Regions from separate parts of the Mus musculus genome. Here regions 1, 3 and 4 are each linked to region 2. A link is a contact called in public ChIA-PET, HiCAR-type and promoter capture Hi-C data. All regions are on one chromosome and are shown on one strand. Each heading gives the region's core, a stretch centred on a gene start, on an enhancer-like site or on the middle of the called end of the contact. The rest is flanking DNA. Distances are from core to core; before and after follow the strand shown.

Region 1 (2,700 bases), core at 72-2,571, 360 kb after region 2:
TCCTAGCTATCTGTATAAAGAAACGGATGCAAATTGTGTCTTGGGCATTCTGAGCTTCTGGGCTAAAATCCACTTATCAGTGAGTGCATATTATATGAGTTCTTTTGTGATTGGGTTCCCTCACTTAGGATGAATATCCTCCAGATCCATCTATTTGTCTAAGAATTTCATAAATTCATTGTTTTTAATAGCTGCATAGTACTCCATTGTGTAAATTTGCCACAATTTCTGTAACCATTACTCTGTTGAGGGACATCTGGATTCTTTCCAGTTTCTGCCTATTATAAATAAGGGTGCTATGAACATAGTGGAGCATATGTCCTTATTACAAGTTGGAGCATCTTCTGGGTATATGCCCAGGAGTGGTATTGCTGGATCTTCCAGTAGTACTATGTTCAATTTTCTGAGGAACCACCAAACTGATTTCCAGAGTGGTTGTATCAGCTTGCAATCCCACCAACAACGCAGGAGTGTTCCTCTTTCTCCACATCCTTGCCAGCGTCTGCTGTCACCTGAGTTTTTTATCTTAGCCATCCTGACTGGTGTGAGGTGTCCTGTGAAGGTTCTATGCTCCAGTATAGGGGGATGCCAGGGCCAGGAAGTGGGAGTGGATGGTTTGGGGAGCAGGGGGAGGGGAGAAAGGATAGGGAGTTTTCAGAGGGGAAACTAGGAAAGGGGATAACATTTGAAATGTAAATAAAGAAAATATTTAATAAAAAAGGAAAAAAGAGAATATGATAAAAAAAAGGTATTGCAGGTTTTGAAGTGGGGGCCGTCTCTGGGAGAAGTTGGGGTACAAAAGGGAAAGAAGAATGTGATGTAAGTCTATTTATTCAAAATATGTTTTTAAGTGTTAACAAATTCAGATAAATTGAAATTATGTATCTTTTCTCGTCATAATGCAATAAAACTTAAATTAAGAAAGAAAGAAAGAAAGAAAGAGAGAAAGAAACTGATGGCCGGAGGGGTTAGAACATTTTGCTAGATTACAGGCACCTCTTCTCCCCGCATGGTGGTGACCGTCCCTACGTTTCAGATGGAAGGTATCCTCGACCCTCTTGCATAGGGACGTAAAAAAAAAAAAAGTGCCGTTTCCGTTCTTTTGGATAAAAACTCGATTGCTTCACTGACAAGTAGAGAAGGAGGCCTGGAAGGGAGAGAAGCCAAGCGCAGGGACCAGAGCACAGGAGGCGGCCCCGCAGGCGCGGGCGGGCGGGGCGAGCCCTGTGCTCCCTGGAAGGTCCCGCGCTGCCCTCCCCTCCGCCCGCCCCGAACAGCGGCGACACCTGGGTGGCGCAGCCGGCTGCGAGCGCTGGGCGGCAGAGAGAGGTTGGCAGCCCGGAGGAGGTAGAGCGGGCAGCCGGGGCTGCGGCGGAGACTCGGCGCGCGCTCTGGGTGTGACTTTTCTGTCTACTGGCGGTGTCGCTGGGACTGCTTTCTGGTCCTGCTCTGGGTCTTGGAGTAGCTGGAGGAGTTGGTGTAGAGAGAGATTTTTTTGTTGTCCTTGCTATCCTGGCTGCTACAACGTGAACCACCGGGGCGGCAACCAACAAGCTTCATCCCTCAGTTTCTCCTTTAGTTAGGAGTTCCTTCTGCTGCCCTCGCCGCCGTGTGTCCGCGAAGCTAGGGACACCAGGTAGGCAGTTGCGACGGAATTGGGGGTGGTACTTTGAAGGCTTGACCCCAGACCTGGGGCTGGAGACTGGCGGGACCTGGCTGCGGAGCAATCGCCCGCAGGGTGCTCAGGTGAGGAACAGCAGAGGTGCAGCGAAGGAACCCAGCTAAGCACCCCCCCCCCCCCGCGAACTCTAGTTTGAAAATTAACACATTTGTTTTGGGACAGTTTCCTCTACACCCAACCAGACCTCTTATCCTATAGAGTTAAGTCACATGGGTGGGATTTGCCAGCTTCAAACTGCAAAACCGCGTGTTTCAGGGTGTAAGACCCATCCAGCAGCCGTAGGAAGTGCGGTAGGAAGTGGGGTAGGAAGTGGGTCTCTGCGCTCACAGTGCCTCCTCCCCTTTCCTCCCTTTATAAGTCGTCTTTGGCTATGAGGGGCTCCATTTCCTGCATCGTTGAAAAGTTCTCATTTTTTACTAAGGGCTGGTATGTGACCAGCAGCTTCCAGGACGTGGGCTCTGGGTTGAGAGGGAGCCTAAACACACGCTTTGAATCACAGCTTTCTGACCCTACAGTCTAATAGCAGTGTGCAGAGGAAGCCTGGGTGGGGGAGAGGGGGCAGTTCAGATACACAACTGGAGGGTCGGCGGGGTCCAAATTGCTGTCCAGCTTTCTCTCTTCCTGACAACCCTTTCTGGCTAGAATGCTGGTCCTGCTGTCTGCAAGATGGAGAAGCCAGGACAAAGCAAGCTAGCTTAAAGTGGCTGAGGTCTTCAATCAGTTACTGGAGCTTTTTAGCACCCGGCCCTCAAACAACTTCTTTCATCTCTGCCCTTCATCATTCTTGGAGTGGCATACATTTGAAATCAGACTCTTGGACCCACTAAAAGTGTCCAGGAAGGAGAAGAGAGGTTCAGTGAGGGAGGAGGGGCGATGCTGATCTCTCTTTTACAGACATTTATTATGGACCAGACGCTGTTCTCTATGTAATGTGTTTCTAAATTCTCACAAAGCCTCACAAGGTTGGTACACTATACTTCTTTTTATAATTGAGATGCCGAGGCTCAGAAAGATTGGTC
Region 2 (2,700 bases), core at 89-2,588:
ATGGCAGACATCTGAGGAACACGTTCTTCTCAAATTGTTTCTTTCATCTTCCAAACCCCAGAGCTCCTACTGGGACATTCCAAAAGCTATTGACCAGGGTTAGCACTACCTCACCTCCACAGGAGCCTCCCATTCACTGCAGACAGAAGTCCATGGTTTCTTGGAACCACGTGTTTTTCTTAAGAGCAGCGTGTATAGAATACATTATCAAAAGCTGGTGAAAACGGAGGCGTGGAGCTCTCGCTTACCACACGTGAGGCACAATTTAACAAAGAGGTTGCAGTATTTAACAAAACAAGGAGAAACAAAACAAGAATAGCTCTAAAGAGAAAGGAGTCACGTCTCAAGACGGATACATCGCTGGTTTCTAAAGAGCAAACAAGATTCACTCTGGTTACTCCTCAACCACTCCCGCACTCATTTCATTTCATTTCATTCTAAGGCTCTGGCTAAGCAAGGGCATCTCTCTGACCAAAAAGAAAGCATTGTACTCGAATCCTTTAGTTATCACAGGTACGGCTCACACCTAAATTTCAGTCATTTCTATTAAGCAACTTGCAATTATTGTATTTTAAACTGGGTCGGTAAACTTCTGAAAGGGGGGGGGGGGCCTTCCAAAGACACCAAAAAGGAAAAACAAAACAAAACACCTTCATTGTCCGGAAAATTGAATTTTTCCGAAAACCACTTAGCTTTAGATTACAAATCTCAGCTTTACTTCTAAGTAGCATTATCAATTTACAAGAGTAATTACTACACTATCTACTGAGTGTACGTTCCTGAACAGCAAAGAGAGAAAGACTAGCTCACGAGTTACCACGGTTACGGCGAAATGCCGTACAGAAGGCTGAAATTAACAAGTAACTACAGCACTCAACCCAGCAGGTGGAACAAAATCCGCACTCAACAAAATGCAGTCACATCCTGACAGCCTCGCAAACACAGCTAAGAGTGGGGCCAGCGTCCCATTGCCCGTCCGTCGCACACGCCCAGGAAAAAAAGCACAATGACCAGGTTTCCCCGCGTTCCAAGCGCCGTGCACCGTGCCACCACCCAGCTCTCAGTCACCGACCCCTTCCTGCCACCGCCCGGGCCATCCTCACCAGCCTCCCCGCCACCAGGCAGCCAAACATGGCAGCGCCCTCGGCGCCTCTGCTAGGCCAGCGGGCACCTCAGGCCGGACACCAGGAATTCCGCAGCCACTGTCCTAATTGAACTCAAGAACCTTCCAGAATTTGCAGGAAGGAACGTGACCCTCCACTACATAACAACACAGGAACGCATCTGGGCCGGCGACCTCTGACCCTTCCTTCCTAACTTGCACGCCTCTCCGGAACGAGTACTTCCGGGTCATTACACCCATTTCCTCCTTCTAAGGTAGTAAGGAGGAGCTGGTATCGCGCTAAGACTACAAATCCCATAGTGCAGTGCGCCAGCCTCCCAGAGGGCGAGCCGGGAGAATTTGAAAGTTACTACTGATAGTACATGATTTCCGTGCCTGTGTGAGTCAAAGTTTCTAAAGGTGGTGCTGGGAGAAGACCTTTCTGGCGGTTGTGTAACATTTTAGGAGTAACAATACGCCTTTGCCAGAATCGTTTCACCCAGCCTCTCCTTTCAAAAGCTTAATGGGATAAATATTATCTCCGTTTTATACGGAGGGCAATTGGTTCGGCATAACCTGCCCGGAAGCTTGAAAAATTGATTTTTGGAGCGTAAATTCAAGTTGCAACCAACTTACTGCATTCTTCCTGACAAACATTATATCAAAAATGTTAATATATTTTTATCTCATTTTTATGGCAGTGTCTTATTACCTAGCCCAGGTAGACCTCGAACTTGTGCACTCCTTTCTCAGCCTCCAATTGCTGGAATTATAGGCGTGGACCACTAAAGCTATAGAGGTCCAGAAGTCCTTTTCCCCACTAAATACTAGTTTTAACACGTAGTTGTGTTCTTGCTTATATTTCTTGTAGTGCTTCACTTGTGCTTCCTCCCCGCCCCAACTAATGTGCTGTACAACTGTAGGCAAGCTATATAACAGCTTCATCAGTCAATCATCTGCAAACTGAGACAAATAGACCTATTGGGTTGCTGGAAGGATTAAATGATGAATTAATTGATAACTGCCACTAAGAATAGGGTCTGGTGCTGCTTAGGGAGTTTTGTTGTAAAAATGCCTTTTAAAAAAAATAATAATCTAAGTTTTCTCACTTTGGGGAGTTGTTTTCCAAGACAGGGTTTCTCGATGTAGCCTGAGCTGTTCTGGAACTCACTCTAGACCAGACTGGCATCAAACTCAGATCTGCTTCCCTCTACCTGCTAAATGCTACAATTAAAAGTATCTGATACTAGCTGGGCGTGGTGGCGCACACCTTTAATCCCACACATGGGAGGCAGAGGCAGGCAGATTTCTGAGTTCGAGGCCAGCCTGGTCTACAAAGTGAGTTCCAGGACAGCCAAGGCTACACGGAGAAACCCTGTCTCAAAAAGCCAAAAAATAAAAAAGTGTGTGACACTGCTGCTCATCTTTTGGGATTGGTGTTTGTTTGTTTGTTTTTATTCATTTATTTGTCTCTCTGTTTGTTTGTTTTTTAAATAGACAAGGTTTTGCATAATTTAGACTAGCCTGGACCGTGCTGTGTAGTCGAGGATAATACTGGATTCCTGATCCTTCTCCTCCACCTCCCGAGGGCTGGCATT
Region 3 (2,700 bases), core at 194-2,693, 310 kb before region 2:
GACCTGATAACAAAGGGATCTGCAGGCAAAGGCCCTAGCCCAGTGAAGCCAGTATCATAAGGGGGAGGCAGGCAATATACCACAATAGCAATGAACTAGTAGATGACTTGTTCATTTATACCTAGGGGAAAACCCTTTTCTTATGCATCCCCTGGGGATGGTCAGCACTGAAGGGAATGACTAGAATAATGGCTTCCAAGTTGACATATTAGGGGCAACCTCAGAGACGAGATGTGGCAGTTGTTTAGAAGATTGGAATATGATGTTCCCAGTAAAAGTGTTAGCAGAGGCAAAAGCCCTGAGATGGAGGTGAGTAAGACAGGGAAATGGGGAGAAGCAAGTCAGAGGAGACCTCAAGGACAGCACAAGGTGAAGTGGGATGAGATGAGAAGCTGGCAGGAGCCAGGCTGGGCTTAACCAAGGCCTCCTGACAACTTAGGAGTTATCCCATACACAGAGCGATGTATTTCCTTTAGAAGGAATCTCTTGAACACTAAGTGGAGGAAGTACACACTTAAATTCAGGGAGAAGTGGACATCAAGGTGTGAGTGACCTAACATCTATGGTCTATGGCTGGTTCCATGGGGTTCCTAGAAACTTACTTAGGAAGTGGGGAACGCAGATCAACAGAAGAGAACGTTCTACAAAGCAGGAAGTGTTCTGTACCTATATACATTCAAACATGGTCTCAACTGGTTTAAAAGAAGGCACTTACTGTGACTGGGATTTAAAATTGTATTTTATTTAGAAATTTTATTTACTGTAAAATGGATTTAAAATTGTATTTTATTTAGAGTATTACAGCTACATGTGGCTAATGGTTACTATACTGACAGCATTCTTGCCCAGGTCTTGCTCAAGAGGTGGGGGCATGCTGACCCTCAAGTGTTCTCCCCTAAGTGCCATTCAGACCTCTGGATAGAGAGTGCCAGGGTACAAAAGCACAAAAACCCTCATGTGGGAGGAAAATGAGCTTCATCCTGTCTTGTTATGAAGAGCCCCCGCGCATATCCTCAAGGAAAATCTGGTCCCGCAAGGAAAGGTTTGGAGACTGTTTTACTGAATGCATCAGTCCCGTGAGCTAGCACTGCCTGTGAGGTGCTGCCTTTGGCCAGAGAGTGACAGGGGACAGTAGCGCCTTGCCCCACCTGCTCGCAGTGGGACTGCATAGACTTCAGCTTCTCCAGTTAGGCAGGTAAGCGGAAGAAGGAGAAACCAAGGTTAACCACAGGTACTGAGGGTGCGGGGACTCCTTGGAGAGTATTCTCCCATATGGGGGCAGGGAGGCACGGGCTGTCATCCGCACGGGATCTGCTTTCTGGGCTTGCTTTCGCTTTGCTGGCTGAGGGGTGAGCATCGCAACCAAGCGAGGAGCAGGTGGCCTCGGACAAGGGGAGGAGGCTAGCGCCTTCCATCAGGAACCCCCAGCCTCTCCGAGAGCTCAGGTCCGGCGCCCTGCTGGCGCGCAGGACCTGGCTTGCCTAGAGGGCACCCCTGACCTTGGTCTCGCCCTGGTTCCAGGTCTGTGCCAGGGCTATGGGCGCCGCGCTGGGCACTGGCGCGCGGCTGACCTCCGTGCCTCGCATAGCCTGCAGCAGTCTTCGGCGCCAGGCACCTTCCGCGCCCGCCCAGGGCTGCCACTCCAAGTCTGGCCCGCCTCGACCCGTACCCCTGAAGAAGCGCGGATACGATGTCACCAGGAACCCCCATCTCAACAAGGTAATGGTCCGGGTAGGACGTTGGATCCCGTGGTTAGCAGGGAAAGACGCCCCGCCCCCTGGGCTTGGGACGAAACCTATGGCGTCCTTCCAGAGCCCTCTGGTTTTGCCTCCTGGATATTGCTCTGTTTGCTTTGGCCTTTTCGTCCCCCTCTTGACATGGAGAGATGTGATCAGTTTTACTGACCTTAATTTCCTCAGCAAAAACAATACAGACCCAGTGAGTATTCCCGATGGTCCCTCTGAGCTAGAGTCAGATTTCCAGCAGATCTTGAGGACAATTCATTTGACCTCCGTGAATTAAAGTATCTGTTAGAGATTTCTTAGGAATGTTGCAAGGTTTAAAAGGAAAAACAGGAAAACGGAGGCAGAGTTCTTAGCACAGACTCGGGCACCAATGAGATAATAAGTGTTAGCTAATGATATGGTGAATATCTGGGAAAACATGAGTCCGGAAGACAGAAAAGTCTAGAATTATAGAACTTTTAGTACTGGAAGAAGAATTAAAGATTTTAATTTAAACCAGTCCTGTAACAGAATGCAGAACAAAGGGGTCTTAGCCAAGGTGACCAAATGCAGATCTCTAATGCTTTGGCCGTGTTCAGCCCACTGCAGATACCTGCATATTAACCTAGGAGCACACCTCCTTCTTGTAGCAATCAAGTTTGTATCTTTGGTTCAGAGGATTGTGAGGAACAGAAACTGGAAGCCAAGACTCAAGCCAGTCCCCCACTCCCCACAATTCCTCGTGTTTAACTAGCAGGCTCAACGTTTTTCAGCCTAATAGTATGACCTCATTTGATTATTGTAAAAAGTTTCAAAACCACTGGATTTGAATTAATATTTAAGCTCTCATAAATGCTTGCTAAGCTATTACTGCAAATAAAATGTGAGAATAGTCCTCATGCAGGAAGTTCTCAAAAAATGTTAGTAGTTTCTCTGATTCAGGATGGTGAAATTCCAATGACACAACTTCTATGGA
Region 4 (2,700 bases), core at 183-2,682, 260 kb after region 2:
GAAGCAATGACACTTTGCTTTTAGGCTTCATGTGGGGTTTTTAAATTCATTTTCTGGTGTCTTGGCTTCCAACCAATCTTGGATGTTGATAGTGATAGTTCTCAACTGATTTGTCTAGCAGAATCTTCATGAATAATGTTGTTTGGATTTTCAGCAGTACTTTATGCTCATTTATCTTTTCCTACTTATTATTATATAATATTATGAGAAAATTTACTTTGGGAATCAGATTTGGTACCATAAATGAAAAATTGATTCTGTAGCCCTTATTATATACCAGTTAATCATATAAAAAAATATTAGGAGTCTCATCTCTAACCTCTGTTGCTAATAAAACAAGTGTAGCGGAAGGCCTTACTTTCTAGGTTTTCTTTTTTAAAACCTTTATTTCTTGTCTTGTAGCCAGAAAGCATTAATAAAGTCTTGGGTGGCCAAAGTTTTACAATGTCGTCATAGTGAACTTCAGAAGCTCTGAGTGTATAGAAAGTGTGAGACTACATTTGTTTTATAGTGTATGCTAGAAAAGTTTGTAACTTTTTTTCCAAACCTTACTTTCAATGATGGTTCTTAAACGCTTTAACCTCCCTTGTAGCCCACCACCCACCAGAGGTAGTGGGAAAGGAAGGATATGGGGAAGTGAGTGGGCCTGTTTAGAAACATTCTTTGGAGCAGCTCCCGTCTGTGCTGTCTGGAAATTGGCAGTTCAGTTCACAGGTTAGCAGCAGTAGATCAATCCATTCCCAAACATTTCGTGGATCTGCCCGCAGTCTAGTTCGGTAGATTCGGGTCAGCAACAGCGGTGACACGACTTAGCAGACACAGCCAGACCTTGTCACAAGCCTGAGCTTGTCAGTGGGAGAGACCAGCAGGAACATCAGGAGAAGTTCTGTGTTGTGCCTCTCAGGAAAGTGAAGATCAGCTAAGATGTGATCTTTACAGCATTGCATGGCTAACTGTACCAGCAGGCCAAGCTCTGTCATTCTGTATACCCTCCAAACATCATGTATCTTCTGTGTGCCTTGCCTCAGCAGGGATCTTGCTTCAGCACATGCATTCAGTCAATCTAGAGTCCTCAAGTCCCAACAAAGGGAGCTTAATGTTAGCAAAGAATTCTTCATTACACATCCTTTCACATGTTTCTTTAGCCATCCTCTCTCCTGTGTCTGTTTCAGTGAAATGTTCCTTCAGGAGTCTACCTTAGTCTTTCACCTGTATCCATTTATTCTTTCATATGTTTGCCTCAGCAAAACACTATCCAACTGCTTTCCAAAGAACGCTTAAGTTACCACTTCAAAAGTTCCTTTGAAAGTTTCATAATCTCATTTAAAATATATTGTATTATGTCCGGGTATATTGCCTGAGTGTCTATCCATGTTCCTGCCTGATGCTTACAAAGGCCCAAAGAGGGCACCAGATCCCTGGAACTAGAGTTACACAGGTGTGAGTCATCATGTACGATGCCAAGCTGAGAATCTAACCGCAGTCCTCAGGAAGAACAGCAAGTGCTGGTTAACATTGAGCAATCACTTCAGCTCTGATAGCACTTAAACTTCTTTCTATAAGTTAAATATCATGATAGAATTGAGTTGAAATAAATAGGAATTTAAATTTAATTTTAAGAACCAAAAAGTTAACAGCCTTAGAGCCCGAAATATGTGCATTAAGAGTCTATTAGTTTCCAAGGGCAGCAGTAACAAAATATGGCAAGCTCTGTGGATTAATACAGCAGCAGAGTATTTACTTTCTGTCCCAGAGGCTGGAATTCTGAAGCTGTCCTCACATGGTGTCCTCTAGAAGAGTACTTATCCTTGCCTCTTGCTTCTCATAGAGGCAACCAAAGAATGGGACTGCCTTTAATAGAAAACTAATGGCATACAACACAGTATAGTATGTGTGTATTCCCATCTAGTAAGTAGATTTGGATGTGCCACTAGTGATCTGGCTGTGCTCTAAACACCCTGAGACAACTTACGGTTTCTGAGGCTGATTCTCTGGGATCTTGGAATAGTACTGTCTGTTATCGCTAAATATTTCTTGATGACATCAGCTTTAAGAGGATGTGTTTTATTAGTGTTACTATATAAAACACACAAGCTGAGTAATGTGCAGTGAATTGAAATTCGTTTCAATGGGAAATCCAGTGTCAGGCTGCCAGCATGTAGCTAAAGCTTTCTTGGTGCAGTAGAAGGGCAGTGATCATGAACACACAGCCTGAGGGAAGTTCCTATAATAATGAATGAACACACTGGTGTGTGTGTGTGTGTGTGTGTGTGTGTGTGTTCACGTAGAAAATGGTTGGTTGATTTAGGTGCTGAGAATACAGTCCAGTGGTCCAGCACTTGCCTAGCACTCTTAATTGTGAAAGGAAGGAAAGAAGAGAGGGTTAGACAGAAGGAATGGGTAGAACTATTAGTATCAGAATGTAGAACTCTTAAATTCCAACTACATGAACTAGACAAAAGGGCAATGGGTTCATTATTATAGAACTGGATTTGTTCTGTGTGTTCATGGTTTCTCCCCCCCCCCCCCCCAAACCCAACAACAGTTAATTACTTTCTGTTCCAGAGGGGTAAGGGGTGTGTGTATGTGAGAGAGACAGACAGACAGACAGGCAGGTGTCATGCACTGAAACAGCAGCAAAGCATATAACCTTTCATATTTCTATAGGTTGGATTAGTATGTTTCTACACTAATAAACAT

Evidence for each region. Promoter capture Hi-C pulls out the DNA fragments that hold promoters and counts their contacts. ChIA-PET counts read pairs in DNA pulled down with a chosen protein or histone mark. HiCAR-type assays count read pairs that join an accessible place to other places.
Region 1: a contact with region 2 is called in an RNA polymerase II ChIA-PET map of memory CD8 T cells, with 35 read pairs. The contact joins the promoter of Sytl2 here to the promoter of Hikeshi in region 2. A contact is called at or near these places in 1 of 39 promoter capture datasets (pre-B cells), 2 of 115 datasets of contacts at active chromatin or transcription factors (bone marrow-derived dendritic cells and memory CD8 T cells) and 3 of 9 other capture datasets (adipose tissue, liver and pancreatic islet).
Region 3: a HiCAR-type map of fibro-adipogenic progenitors shows a contact between it and region 2, with 2.9 times the contacts expected there. The contact joins the promoter of Me3 here to the promoter of Hikeshi in region 2. A contact is called at or near these places in 1 of 39 promoter capture datasets (the 3T3-L1 cell line), 1 of 115 datasets of contacts at active chromatin or transcription factors (fibro-adipogenic progenitors) and 1 of 9 other capture datasets (adipose tissue).
Region 4: a promoter capture Hi-C map of the C10 cell line shows a contact between it and region 2, with 2.9 times the contacts expected there. The contact joins the enhancer-like site here to the promoter of Hikeshi in region 2. A contact is called at or near these places in 4 of 39 promoter capture datasets (the C10 cell line, liver and pre-B cells), 2 of 484 Hi-C or Micro-C datasets (cranial neural crest and nephron progenitors), 5 of 115 datasets of contacts at active chromatin or transcription factors (embryonic stem cells and epiblast stem cells) and 4 of 9 other capture datasets (adipose tissue, embryonic stem cells, liver and 1 more).

The regions. Positions count from the first base shown.
Region 1 is chr7:90,301,108-90,303,807 of GRCm38.p6, forward strand. It overlaps Sytl2 (synaptotagmin-like 2), which reads left to right and starts at 1,322. Exons shown (of 20, transcript NM_001368878.1): 1 at 1,322-1,636.
Region 2 is chr7:89,939,866-89,942,565 of GRCm38.p6, forward strand. Hikeshi (heat shock protein nuclear import factor) reads right to left here and starts at 1,339. Exons shown (of 5, transcript NM_026304.3): 1 at 1,104-1,339. The coding sequence starts at 1,133.
Region 3 is chr7:89,631,375-89,634,074 of GRCm38.p6, forward strand. Me3 (malic enzyme 3, NADP(+)-dependent, mitochondrial) reads left to right here and starts at 1,444. Exons shown (of 14, transcript NM_181407.4): 1 at 1,444-1,719. The coding sequence starts at 1,537.
Region 4 is chr7:90,198,994-90,201,693 of GRCm38.p6, forward strand. The region is part of intron 19 of Picalm (phosphatidylinositol binding clathrin assembly protein); the gene reads left to right. Among named protein-coding and RNA genes, the nearest start is that of Ccdc83, 65 kb to the right of the region's middle. Within about 2 kb of position 1,433, at least 13 of the 459 cell types and tissues checked have an H3K27ac peak or open chromatin away from gene starts, as enhancers often do.